2 separate regions of the Mus musculus genome follow, and region 2 is linked to region 1. Evidence: chromatin contacts called from public promoter capture Hi-C data. All regions are on one chromosome and are shown on one strand. The core of a region is the stretch at or near the end of the contact, and the rest is flanking DNA. Distances in the headings are between cores, read along the strand shown.

The links. Promoter capture Hi-C pulls out the DNA fragments that hold promoters and counts their contacts.
Region 2: a promoter capture Hi-C map of neural stem cells shows a contact between it and region 1. The contact joins the promoter of Tbccd1 here to the enhancer-like site in region 1. A contact is called at or near these places in 4 of 39 promoter capture datasets (the 3T3-L1 cell line, the SN4741 cell line, cranial neural crest and 1 more) and 1 of 9 other capture datasets (adipose tissue).

What each region holds. Positions count from the first base shown.
Region 1 is chr16:22,148,257-22,154,815 of GRCm38.p6, forward strand. All of the region lies in intron 2 of Igf2bp2 (insulin-like growth factor 2 mRNA binding protein 2), which reads right to left. Among named protein-coding and RNA genes, the nearest start is that of Igf2bp2, 12 kb to the right of the region's middle. Within about 2 kb of position 3,600, at least 57 of the 459 cell types and tissues checked have an H3K27ac peak or open chromatin away from gene starts, as enhancers often do.
Region 2 is chr16:22,853,523-22,860,081 of GRCm38.p6, forward strand. It overlaps Tbccd1 (TBCC domain containing 1), which reads right to left and starts at 4,147. Exons shown (of 8, transcript NM_001081368.2): 1 at 3,823-4,147. It overlaps Dnajb11 (DnaJ heat shock protein family (Hsp40) member B11), which reads left to right and starts at 4,323. Exons shown (of 10, transcript NM_001190804.1): 1 at 4,323-4,587. The coding sequence starts at 4,520.

The DNA of each region.
Region 1 (6,559 bases), core at 2,350-4,849:
CACACACTCCATCACTCACTCACTCACAGTCACACACACAGACACACACTCACACACACTCTCTCTCTCCACAGTGTCTTCAGCTCCTGTGTATGCATTCACTTTATGGATACAGACACTCACATGGTAGAGAGTAGCAAATGTTATTAACCCCTGAGTCTTCTTTAACCTCTACCTGTGTCTTTCTGGATCCTCAATGTTTACAAACATTTTTTGAACTGTTAGCAAAATTTAAAGATTCGGGGTTTAGAAGCTAAAGAGATGCTCAACAGATAAGAGCACCAGCTGCTCTGCCAGAGGATTGCAGGTTCAGGTCCCAGCACCCACAGAGTGGCTCACAACCAACTGTAACTCCAACTTTCAGGGGATCCAATGCCCTATTTGAACCTCCATGAGCATCAGGCATGCCCGTGGTACACATACATATATACAGGCAAAATACATATAAAATATAACTATAAATAAGGATTCTGCATTAAAAACTGTTTAATCTTTCTCTTGGAAATTGTATTTGCAAACACTGGCCCTACACTTCCCAGTGGCCACAGGCGGCTGGAGCTCTCTTCTGCACAGTCTAGAAACCCCCCTGCCGCCACCACCTGCTGCTGCTGCTGCTGCAGTTGTCTAGAGATACCTGAGAATGGAACCTGTGAGCTCTCATCTTATTGCAAAAGGTGGATGTATATATGTATGAGGTCACTGATCCTGGAAGGCAAGAGGCAGCAGGAAGAAGCAGAGCACCATGCTGGGCATCACCCATGGGGTTCCTAAGCCCTGCAGGCTCCCTAACAGTCCCTAGCTTCAGGTAAAAGTAACTAAAGAATTGGTGGTTTTAATTATTTTTTTTCTCCTTCCAGGTTTTGCCAATAGACAAAGCCAATAGGAGAAACTAGAATTTACATACCCCAGAAGATTCAGAGAGGGTTTATAAGCAGGGTAGCACAGGGTAGATCATGAGCTCACAGCTGAGCTTGCCTGCTAAGATCAAACCAATGAACATTCCAGCATGGAGTGGAGGAGAGGGGTGCAAGCTCCCATCCCACCTAGCTCACCCACTAGGGAGCTGCTGCCAGCCAATGGCTGCTGGAGGAGGAGTCTCACGCTGATGAAGGGGGGGGGAGTGCAAACTGGGTTTGAAGATTTTATTTAGCTGTACGTTTTTAAAAACTGAAAGGAGGACAGGGAGAAAGGGAGGTGGATCTGAGGAGTTTGGAAGAGTATGTGCAAAATCCTCAAAGAGTTAAAAATAAGGAGAACCGACAAATGTTTCAAAAATTCGTATTTGACCTATAATTACTCTCAGGTAATTAGTTATTACTGGGACCTATAAAATAAGTGATTAGAAAAAAGAACGGTGTAAGAAAGGGGGGATTATTTTACACGGTATGACCACTGATATCTTGCCACCACTATGATTTAAAGGCTACTTTATAGTTTATTCAAAACATTTTAGTCATCAATAATATAATCATGGGCCAATAACATGGCTCAGGAGTGAAGGTGCACGCCTGGTAGCCTGAGTTTAACACTCCAACCCACAAGGCAGAAGGAAGCCCTTCCAGTCTCACCCACATGCTGGGGTGCACTCGACTCCCCAAGGATAAAATAAAATTTACATGATAAATGTAACCATGACTTCCTTTGTACTCTGTTTGCAATCTTTAATTAGGTTTTAAACTTGTTTTTATTTAATTCTTTGTGTTTGTGTGAGTCTGAGCACGGGTGTGCCACAGCAGGCACAAGGAGGCCGGAGGACAGCGTGCAGGAGTTGATTCTCGAGGCTGAGTTCAGACTATCAGGCTTGATTGACACGTGCTTTTGCCTGCTGAGCCTTCTTGCTGGCCTTTCTTAAGAGAATGCTTTTATTAACAGATATTAGTTACACATAACACATGGATTTCATTAGGACGCTTTCCTGTTCTTACATACGTGGATGTAATGGACTTTGTTTACATTCACCCAACTGTCCTCCACACACCCCCACAATCCCCTTCCACTTGCTAAGCAGCTACCTTATTATTTTTAGCCGTTTTTAAGGGTAATACCCTTTTTCTGAATAAACTCCATGTGATATGGAAAGAGTATGACAACTCCCACCCCATCTGACTGGCTGTCAATCTAACCCGTTTAATGTTTTCAAGATTATGTTACTCCTGTGCAGCTTCAACTGGTAAGAGAGCATGAAAGCCTAAAGTGAAAGCTTGTCCCTTTTAGGTAAGGGTCCCATGTCACCACACATAGGTGACTCCAGTGGATCTGTAAAGGGCTGCTTGCCTAGAAGTTCCTAAAGGAAACTATTGTCGACTACAGGAAAATCCATAGATTTGGAAGCCTGCCATGCAACTGGCAAAGCAGTTTCTAAAGTGAAAGTGACAGAGGCCAGAGGGCCACTACACAAGAGGGAAGGTGCCCAGGGGACCAGGAGAAGGGCTGGGTGCTCTGTAAACCAATCAAAACCTGGCTTAAGATCATCCAGACCTCACACACCGGTAGGCTTTTTTCTTAATACCACACCTCTTTCTAAACCAAATTTGAGAGGCAACTACAGAGTCTACAGCAGCCCTGAGCACAGCCGCAAGCATGGAGTTGTCCAGAACACACAGCTACTCCTTGGCCCCATAAACAAACTCAGCGATCCTCAGTCACAGGCTCTGTGCGTGGGGCAGTGCTACAAACCACTGCCATGGAAAGTCAAACTCAGAGCTTAGCCTTGAAATCTGTCAGGTAGGCAGAAATAACACTGTGACCTTATCATCACAAGTAAGCTAACCCACACACCTGCAGCAGTAGCAGCCTTTAATCCCAGCACTGGGGAGGCAGAGGCAGGCGGATCTCTGAGTTCGAGGCCAGCCTGGTCTACAGAGTGAGTTCAGAACACTCAGGGCTACACAGAGAAACCCTGTCTACAAAAATAAAAACAAACAACAAACACCACCACCAAAAACCCTACTAAAGCTACAAATCAATTTTGGTAGCATTACTGAAATAGTAATAAAACATGTCAAACCATTTATATGAAAATCAATGGACAAAAGAACTAACTTTTCCAGGTCAAAAGTCTAAGATGCAACCAGATGTTCCCAGGCCTCTTTAACACCAAAAACAAAATGCCCTTTTACAAACTCTCAGTCCTATTTCTGTCATCTTGGGTATTTCATGAGGAACAGACAAAATGTATAAAATTTTAAGAATAAAAGCAGCTAAAATGTAAAAATCTTAAGCCATTAGCCTTTTTTTTTTTAATTCCCTAAAAGGGAGAATAGGGTGTGTACTTCTAAAGATACTCGATTCCCTCCTTCTCAGGTGTCCCATCAAGCACATCGTCAGAGTCCAGGCTTCAAGGCATTAGCTGGATGCAGAAGTCAGATGAGTTCTAGGTCCAGATTCTTTTCTATCCTTCAATAATTAAGAAGGAAATGAGAGAGATGTCTTCCTTTTGCAAAGAATGCAGACAACTGCACTTAATGAGGAAAAACCTTCACCAGGGAGAAGAAACTCTTTCCCCCAATCTTTCAACCATTTACAGAAACTCTGCAGTGCGTGGCCCCACACCCATAGAAGCTGGTGTGTCAGCTGCACAGGTCAGGGAAGTGTGTGCCACAGAGATCATGCATTCCAACACACTGAGCAAGCACACACGTGCCTCCTGGGCTGCCCCAAACCTTAGCTGGCGGGGGGGGGGGGGGGGGGGGGGGGGCACTGAGGCTAGCATACACACCAGGCCTGCGAGCCGGCTTCCTTAGCACCACTGCAAAGGGAAAGCAGGGGGAGAGGACACGGTCAGTGCAGGGGCTTAAAGAACAAAATGCATGAGCAGACCAGTCACACCAGGAGGTTTCCATCGTCAAGGAAAGAAAGGTTACAGAGCTGCCCAGCCCTGGCTGTGCTCTGGAAATCCCAGAGGACTCAGCGGCACCCCAGGCTTCAGCCACCCAGGGGCTGCTTCTGTGGCATCTCCTCCCTCCCTCCTTTCTTTCTTAATCGATGAGAGGACTAAACGCTCTTTCTCTGTTAATCTTTCATCATCGACAGCTGACAAAGAAATACACAGAGAACTGCACTTCGGAACTCTGAGCATATACAATATGAAGAAAAACATCCATTTTTCAAAGTAGGGTTGTTAACATCAGAGACAAGGAGCTAAAGGAAAAGGTTCCAAGGGGAGACAAAGACCCACACAGCAGTGCAGCACGGCCAGCATCTCATTCAATAGTGGCTGATAGGAAGCTACCTGCACACAGGAAGGCCACTCCGTTTTTTTGCTTTCTCAATAAGAAAAGGGTAAAAGAAGATATGTATTAAAAATGCATCCTCTAAGCCAGGTGTGGTGATGCACACCTTTAATGCCAGGCAGGCTTCTTGAGTTCTAGACCAGCCTGATCTATGAACTGAGTCTAGGATAACCAGGGCTGCACTAAGAAACCCTGCCTTGAAAACACACAGACACACACACAAACACACACACACACACACACACACACACACACACACACACACACACACACAGAGAGAGTCTCTTCTGATACCTTAAGCTACCTTCAGGAGCTTGACTGAGGAAAGAAATTATCCTTTACAATTTAACACATTTCATAATATTATCTTACGGTTAAAAATGTACCACCACCAGGCGTGGTGGCACACGCCTTTAATCCCAGCACTCGGGAGGCAGAGGCAGGCGGATTTCCGAGTTCGAGGCCAGCCTGGTCTACAAAGTGAGTTCCAGGACAACCAGGGCTATACAGAGAAACCCTGTCTCGAAAAACCAAAAACAACAACAACAACAACAAAAACCCAAAAAACAAAAAAACAGTACCACCTCCACTGTTGGGGCTGTGAGAGGGCGGGGCCTGTGAGAGGGCTGTCCTGACGGTCCTGCTGAAGGATATACGTGACACAGCGCACGCAACAAAGGGATAACCCGGAAGAGACCAGGTGAGGATCCAATACTGATAGCATCACAGAAGCCAGAGACCTCAAACCAGACTAGTGACTCATTGCAACAGCATCTGCTGTGAACAGAGGGCTATACTGTGGGGACACACTGTGACATACTATGGCGTCCATGATGACATGTTTTCTATGCTTTGTTTTGCTTATTTTTTGTTTATTTTTTATGGGGGGAGGTTTGCAAGGGGGGGAGATGAGTCAGAGTGGGGTACGTATTGTGAAACTCTCAAAGAATCAATAAAAAGTTAATTTTAAAAAAAGTACCACCTCCCTCTATAGAAGAAAATGAGTTTCATGTTACTAAAGAAACAGCCACAAATGCACAAGATGCAGCTACCACTCTGTAATTATTAGTTACTCTCTTCCTGTCCCATCCTCTGAGTCACAACTACACAGAAAATGCCACATCAAGCCCTGAGCTGTACAACTTGAAGACCCGCATAAGAAGTTAGAAATTAACCCTTCACCTACTTTTTTTTTTCTCGATAATTCCACCCTCTGTCCCACCACCACTACCATGAGAGTCAACAAAAGGAAACCAAATGGTGAGTTCAGGAGAACATTACAGTTCAGAGATGAAGGGCACTGCACACCAGCTCAGTTCCTGAGTATGTCATTAAGAACTTGACTCCATTCATGGCATACCTTCATTTATACTCAAAGCAGGGGTCAAAGTCCTTCTTCACACAGAAAATGAAGCAGAGGAAGAAAGACTGGCAGCTCCCACCAAGGAAACAAGTCAAAACACAGCACTGCCTCCTGCAACAGGCTGAGCTTGGAGAAGCCCACCAGGTGAATTCTTCAACTTTGCAGAAAGGTGATACAACGTTGACCAGAACCAAAGTCAGTGCCTAATTTGTGGCTCAAATGTTGAGCCCGCTGTCCTATTTTGGTTTTATGGCCTACTGAGACAGACAGGGTCTCTCTATGTAGCCCTGGCTCCCCTTAAATTTGCTATGTAGACCAGGCTAGCCTGGGATCAAAGGTGTGTGTGCCACTGTCCCCAGTGAGGAATGTCCTTTTTAGCACTGTCTATTTCTTAATACAAAGAATGTAACCACTAAAAAACAAAACAGTATAAGTAGCAGCCAAACAAAACCACCAAACACCTCCCTGGATAAATGCCCCACTCTCTTGTCTACGGCAAGCAGAAATAAAGCAAGGATCAATGCTGCTTTTAAAATGACTTGCTTGTCTCTATGCCTTTAATCCCAGCACTCAGAGGCAGAGGTGGGTGGATCTCAGTGAGTTTGAGGCCAGCCTGGTGTACAAAGTGAGTTCCAGGACACTCAGTGCTGTCACACACAGGAACCCTGCCTTGAAAAACCAAAAAATAAAATAATAAAAAATTGTGCCTATCTCTAATTATGTTTCTTATAAAAATAGTGTAGCGCAGAAGATCAGATCATTTGGACCAGGGTAAGAATGAAGCAGTTGCAAGTTTGGGCACTTGACAAACAAGTTCTATCATTCCTGATGGGATCTGGGCCCTCCCTGATTAAGTGTGAATTGTGATGGACCTCTGGCCTGGGTTCTTCCCTGCTAGTGAATCTATTTATCTGCCTTAGACAAATGACTCCATTTCTCTAAGACTAAGCTTCCTCAGATGAGA
Region 2 (6,559 bases), core at 2,897-5,396, 710 kb after region 1:
CTGCCCTTCTGAGGCTGTATGGCAGTTAACAGTTGCTAGTGGAGAGGCTCACCAGGCTGCCTCCCAGAGGATCTTCAGACAATTAACAGCAGCTAGGAGAAAACTTTTCTTGAGTGTTCCAGTTGCAAAATTGCCCAAGCTCCTCTAAGTAATTCTAATTAGAAACACACTTGGGTAGAACTGTTCCTTGGGTGGAGTGAAAAGCCCCCGGGTAAAGTTCACACACTAATCTTACTCTGCTTTTCCTCTTTCCATTCTCACCCACAGTGAACTTACCTAAGTGAACTATCTTAGTTCTTACTTGGTACTATTAGTGCCACATTGCACCCACAATGATCAGAGATCAAGGGATGACCTGCTTTTGATTTTTGTGACTATTACTGTATTTTGGACCCACACTTCGATAATGATTGTTTTTACAGACAACATTTATTCTCAGAGGAGTTTAAGAATTGTATCCAGTACCCCAAACACATGGGGCAAGACTTGGAATCATATATTTTAAGCCTTGAAAGATGACAACTGCCAGACCACAGATACCCAAGCCATCTGTCACAGTGGAGGGATAAAGGAGGCCTTCCCATGATAAAAACAGGATGGTGGAATTCATAACCAAAAGGCACCTGCTCCAGAAGGTATCAGAAGGAATCTGTCACAATGGAAAGAAAGATAAACATAGCCAGAAGGCCAAGAGAAAAGAAAAACCATGGAACAGAAGCTAAGTAAACAAGAGCTGGAAAATACCTACCAATATGGGATGGTTTGTACATGCATGGCCCAGGGAGTGGCACAGTTGGTGTGGCCCTGATGGAGTAGGTGTGGCCTTGTTGGAGTAGGTGTGTCACTGTGGGTGTGGGCTAAAAGACCCTTACCCTAGCTGCCTGCAGGTTAGTCTTCCACCAGCAGCCTCCAGATGAAGATGTAGAACTCTCAGCTCCGCCTGCACCATGCCTACCTGGATGCTGCCACGCTCGCACCTTGATCATAATAGACTGAATCTCTGAGCCTGTAAGCCAGCCCCAGTTAAATGTTGTCCGTAAGAGTTCCCTTGGTCATGGTGACTGTTTAGAGCAGTAAAACTCTAAGACACACTACAAATCAACAAAATGATGGAGAGTAATACTTATTTTCATTGATAATTGAATTTCTATTATCTTGATCCCCCAATCAAAAGACACAGGCTAGCAGACTGGATTAAAAAGAGGTAGGTAAGATCTACCTTTTTTGTTGCCTCCAAGAAATGCATCTCACCATCAACGACAGATACTACTAACCACCTTGGGGAGAAAGAATGGAAAAAGGTATTCAAAAAAAAAAAACAGATGGGTGTTGCTAATTTAGTATCTGACAAACTATATTTCAACCAAATCTATTCAGAAAAGATAAGGTCACTTTTAGTCAGCAATAATCAATCAAGAAGATGTTACTATTACAAATCATATATTCCCAAAACACAGACCACCCAATTATATAAAACAGATACTACTATAAATAGAGACAGATAGGATTGATTGAGAAGATGGCTCAGAAGTTAAGAGCACTGGCTGTTCTTACAAAGGACCCAAATTAATTCCCAGCACCCACGTGGCAGCTCACAACTGCCTGTAGCTCCTGTTTCAGGGGGTCTGACTCCCTCACAGACATATATGCAGGCAAAATACCAATGCACATAAAATAAAAATAAACTTTTAAAAAGTAAATATTCTATAAAAGAAAGACAGAGAATAGATGTGGACACAGATTAGCTCTAGCACAATAATGGAAGAGTTAAAGACCCCACTCTTGTCAGTACACAGGCTATCCTGACAACAAATAAACAGCAGAATTCAACAGCATCCTACATCACATAGACCTACCAGACCATCTACAAACACCCCCAGTCTTCTCAATATCTCATAGAACATGTAAGATGCAGCACATAACAACACACAAAGCAAGCCTTAACAAACACAGGAAAAATGAAATAATCTCATTATGTAATCTGTCATCAATAGACTAAAACTAGAAACCTCCTCGAGAGGAACTATAGAACACACACTAACTCATCAACTTCAATTCCAAGGGATTCTCCATCCTCTTCTGGCCTTTTTGAGCAAAAAGGCATGCACTCACTAGGTTACATGTAGGCAAAGCACCTGTCTTAGTCAGGGTTTTACTGCTGTGAACAGACACCATGACCAAGGCAAGTCTTATAAAAACAACATTTAATTGGGGCTGGCTTACAGGTTCAGAGGTTCAGTCCATTATCATCAAGGTGGGAGCATGGCAGTATCCAGGCAGGCATGGTGCAGGCAGAGCTGAGAGTTCTACGTCTTCATCCAAAGGCTGCTAGTGGAAGACTGACTTCCAGGCAACTAGAGTGAGGATCTTATACCCACACCCACAATGACACACCCATTCCAACCAAGTCACACCTATTCCAACAAGGCCACACCTTCAGATGGTGCCACTCCCTGGTCCAAGGCTATACAAACCATCACAGCACCCATGAACATCAAAATAAACCTTTTTCTTTCTCATTGAGGTTTTGGCAAAACATCAATGTTTGTTCCAGCACTATTCACAATAGCTAACTTACAGGATGGACTTAGGAGTTCAACAAGAGAATAAAGAAAATGTGGCTTATGTACAATGTTTTCTTCCAAACCATAGAAAATGCAGCTATAGGATACAAAAGATGGCTTAACCATTAAAGGTTAGGCTCACAAGCAAAAATTTAGGAATGCAATTTTGTTGTATACAGGAAAATGGATATAACTGGAGATAACTATCTTGTCTAGATGACTATCTTGTCTCAGAGAAACAAATACATGTTTTATCTCAATGTGTGGCTCCTAGATTTTATATAGGTACTTAAAATCACATATGTGTATATGGCAATGCCAAATCACCTAGAGAAACAAAAGGAATAACAGCACAGAGAGAAAAAGGTAAAAATATATACATTATACAGTTTGACTATACAAGAAAGTACCATATACAATGACTATACACAATGAAACATTTTTAAAAGGAAGGGAGTTGATTATTCTGGAACATGCTACGATATTTAATAGGTGAGGATATATATCATTAAATTAGACAGCTTTGTAAGTTACCATAGACTTGGCCTTTTACTTTGAGTGCAATGAAAAGCCACTAAAGGTTTTAAGCAGGAGAGGATGATTTGACATAGTTTTTAAAAAGCGGGAGTGCGCTGGGGATAGTTCAGTCCATAAAGCTTGCCACTTACTTGCCATACAAACAGGGGGTCTTGAATTCCGCCCATTGTAGCAACTGCAACAACAACGTCCTGGATTCCCAGCACTCAAGAGACAGAGACGGTTCTCGAGCTCCTGGGTCCACCAGCCTAGTCTAATCTGTGATCTCCAGGTTCCCTAGTGCGCTCCCGAGTGCACACAATCATAGGGTGGAGAGCAGAGGAACTTTAAAATAGTGTATCAAGATATGAAGTTTGGAGGCAGGGAGATCGGTTATGAGACCTTTGCAAGCAGGAGATAATTATGACTCAGAGGTGGAGCTATAGTGGACAAGCACACATTACGGTTCACTGATAAAAATCTGAATAGGTTATGCAGGAAGCTAAGCTGAGAAGCTGTCCTAAACAACTAGTTGTCTGAGGTAAACAAAACTGGAGAAAAGAGCAACCGATGAACAAGCTCTAGTGCCTTTTATTGATTGCATGCTTGCTGTGTGCAATTCTGCTAGGAAACTTGCAGGAAAAAAAAAAGTTTAATTAATTCCCAACACTGCCAGAGAACGCTTTGCCTTAGTTCTGTAGAAAACAGGTTCGAAAGTGGGGTGGAGATGGGGCTGCCTCACCGCTACGGAGTGCTGGAAGCCGAATCTTAACTTAAGTCGGTCTCTATGGCGGCGTCTCTACAAGGTACCAGGTCCCTCTTTTCCACGGTAGCGAGACTGTAATAAGTTAGTACTGGGAGAGCCTATCCCCAGGCAAGACGCCCCACGTACTTTGACACCTCCTGGGGTTGCACTTCGGTGAGCGCTCGCAAGTCACGTGTGCACATGGCGTAGCTTCCAGACTGGTAGTAAGACCTCTCTCAAGCAATTGGTCGGAATCGGGAAGGAGCCTCGCGATTGGTGGACATTCGGGTTTCCTACAGCAGCGCGCTCTTTCTCGGCTCCTAACTCTCTCCGGTTCTCAGCCGCTTCCGGGCGGCGCGAACCTCTGACGTTTTCTCTTCCCATTGGCCGGCGGACACGACGGCTGTTCTGCTGTCTGATTGGCTTCCCGCGCCGCCTCGGAGGTGAAGTGTACCGCGCTGATTGGCTGCGGAGTGGCGGCCGCGTGTGATGTCCCCGGCGGCGATTGGCCCACGCCTGGCTGCTCGCCGGCTCTGGGGCTCCCGGAAGGTGGCAGCTGAGGAAGGGGCGCGCTACCTGTCTCCGCGGCCGGGCAAGAGAGAGACCCCGGCGTGAGGCGGCCTCCCTGGGCCGGAAGGGCTGGTCAGCCGACGCAGCGGCACCGGAGGCTGAGAGGGTAGGACCAGGGGACGCCATGGCCCCGCAGAACCTGAGCACCTTCTGCCTGTTGCTGCTGTACCTCATCGGGACTGTGATCGCCGGGTGAGGAAGGGGGCTCCCGCGCGTGCAGCAAGAGGCCGAGGGGCGGCCCTTGCTGAGAAGGACGCGGGTGACATCGAGGAGTGAGGGAGGGGCACTGCCGGGTCGAGGGACAAGGGGGTAGTGTGGGCCAGGCTGGCGGTGCAGGGCCAGGTTTCCCCCAGGAAGAGCGGGGGTTGGTTGCAGAGCCAAATACCACGTTTGGGGATTGGAGGGAGTTAAGTGGCTGTGAGCAGAAGAAGGGAGGCGGACGTCTGAGGGATGAGGCTCTTGATGGAAATGAAGGAAGCGAGTGTCAAGCTGGGGTTGAGATTATAGATACGTCCTTGACGTCTGAGTTCCAGAGTGGGACTGTGGGTTACCCAGTTTGCAACAAGCCTCCAAAAGGCTGACACTAAAGTGGGTGGGCCATGATGCCATGTCAAATGAGGAGAGCAAGAAAGGAAGCCAAGCTCAGACTGAAGAAAGTTGGCTTGAGAGAGCAGCAAGACACTTTAGAGAGACCTTGTACTTCCCACCTTCTTGGGCTAACGAACCTGAACTGTCTTCTTGCCTCGCTGCCTCTCACCATGGTTCCTTCCTGAGCTGGATGGTCTGAGTGACAACAGTTCTCTAACAGGCGATAAAAACTGGGATTCTAGTCTCATGCCACTCTTAGGAATCCTACAAGCTTGAAGGAACTGTGTCAAGTTCCTGAAATCAGGGATAACTGTGCCAACTTTCAGGGAGAAAGAGCAGGCTTAAAGTTTCTCCCAGCATTTAAATGCATGCACGACCCTATAGATGTGGTGACTTAGGATATGGTATGTTGGACTTGTGTTCTAGAATGCCTTCACCCTCAATCCCTTCTTTGGGCTGATGAAAATAGGTGGGTCAGAACTCAAGGTCATTTTCAGCTATCGACTGAGTTCCAGATTTGCCTGGCCTATATCACATGCTATTTCAAATATATACATAACTGCAAAAATAAAAACACACCAAAAGCTCATAGATGTCAGATTTTGACAATTTATAGGTTGTTCATAATGGGAAACTCACTGCTTAGCATAGCTTTTAAAGTTATTTTCTTTATTTTGTTTTGTTTTGTTTGCTTTAATCTTATCATTTCTTCTTTGTGACATACTTTAAATTTCTCAAAGTTGACATTTCTTACATACACTTTATTGTTTTGTTCTTGTTTGATTAAGCCACGGAGTACCCAAGGTACATCAACATACGATTTTGCATGTAGGAGTTGAGGTATGCTGGTCTCCAACTCAATATGTAGCTGAAGGCAGCGTTGAACTCCCTCCTGATCCTTCAGTCGTCACTTCCCAAGTGTTAGACTTGCAGGCATGAACGACCATTCCTGGAAAATACTAATATTGTTAATACTATAGTCACTCATAAAGCAGCCTCTGGGGAAATAATGCTGACACTCAACTATATCAGCCCCCCCCCCCTTTTTCTTTCTTGTATTTTTCTGAGCTATCATTTAACCTTTTCACTCTTAAATCTTTCATTATTCTCTGACAGTTTCATATACACACATATACCTACCCACAACTCCTTGCTCCCCCCACACATATACTTGCCCTGGGCACACCCCAATATGTTCCCGTCCTAACTTCATGTACCTCTCTGAGTCCGGTTAGTTAGTGCTGCCTTCTCACATGGTGACTATTTGTATTGGCTTGCTCAGGTAGGTCTTGTTCAGGTAACCATATCTTGAGTGAATTCATGAATACCATTTGCAGAAGACAAAATTTGACAACACTCCTTCCCACCCTCTGTGTTTACATTCTTTCTGTACCCTCTACCCATGAACCTTCGGGAGTGTGGGAGAGGGGTGGAAGGTTGAAACACCATTCCATTTAAGATTGATGTCTCAATACTCACTCACTTATTCTCCATGCTTTGAACAGTTATGCTGTTGCATTAACTACTGCCCCTGAAGAAAGAGGTCTCTCTGTCCAAAAAGGAGAGTGGCATGGAT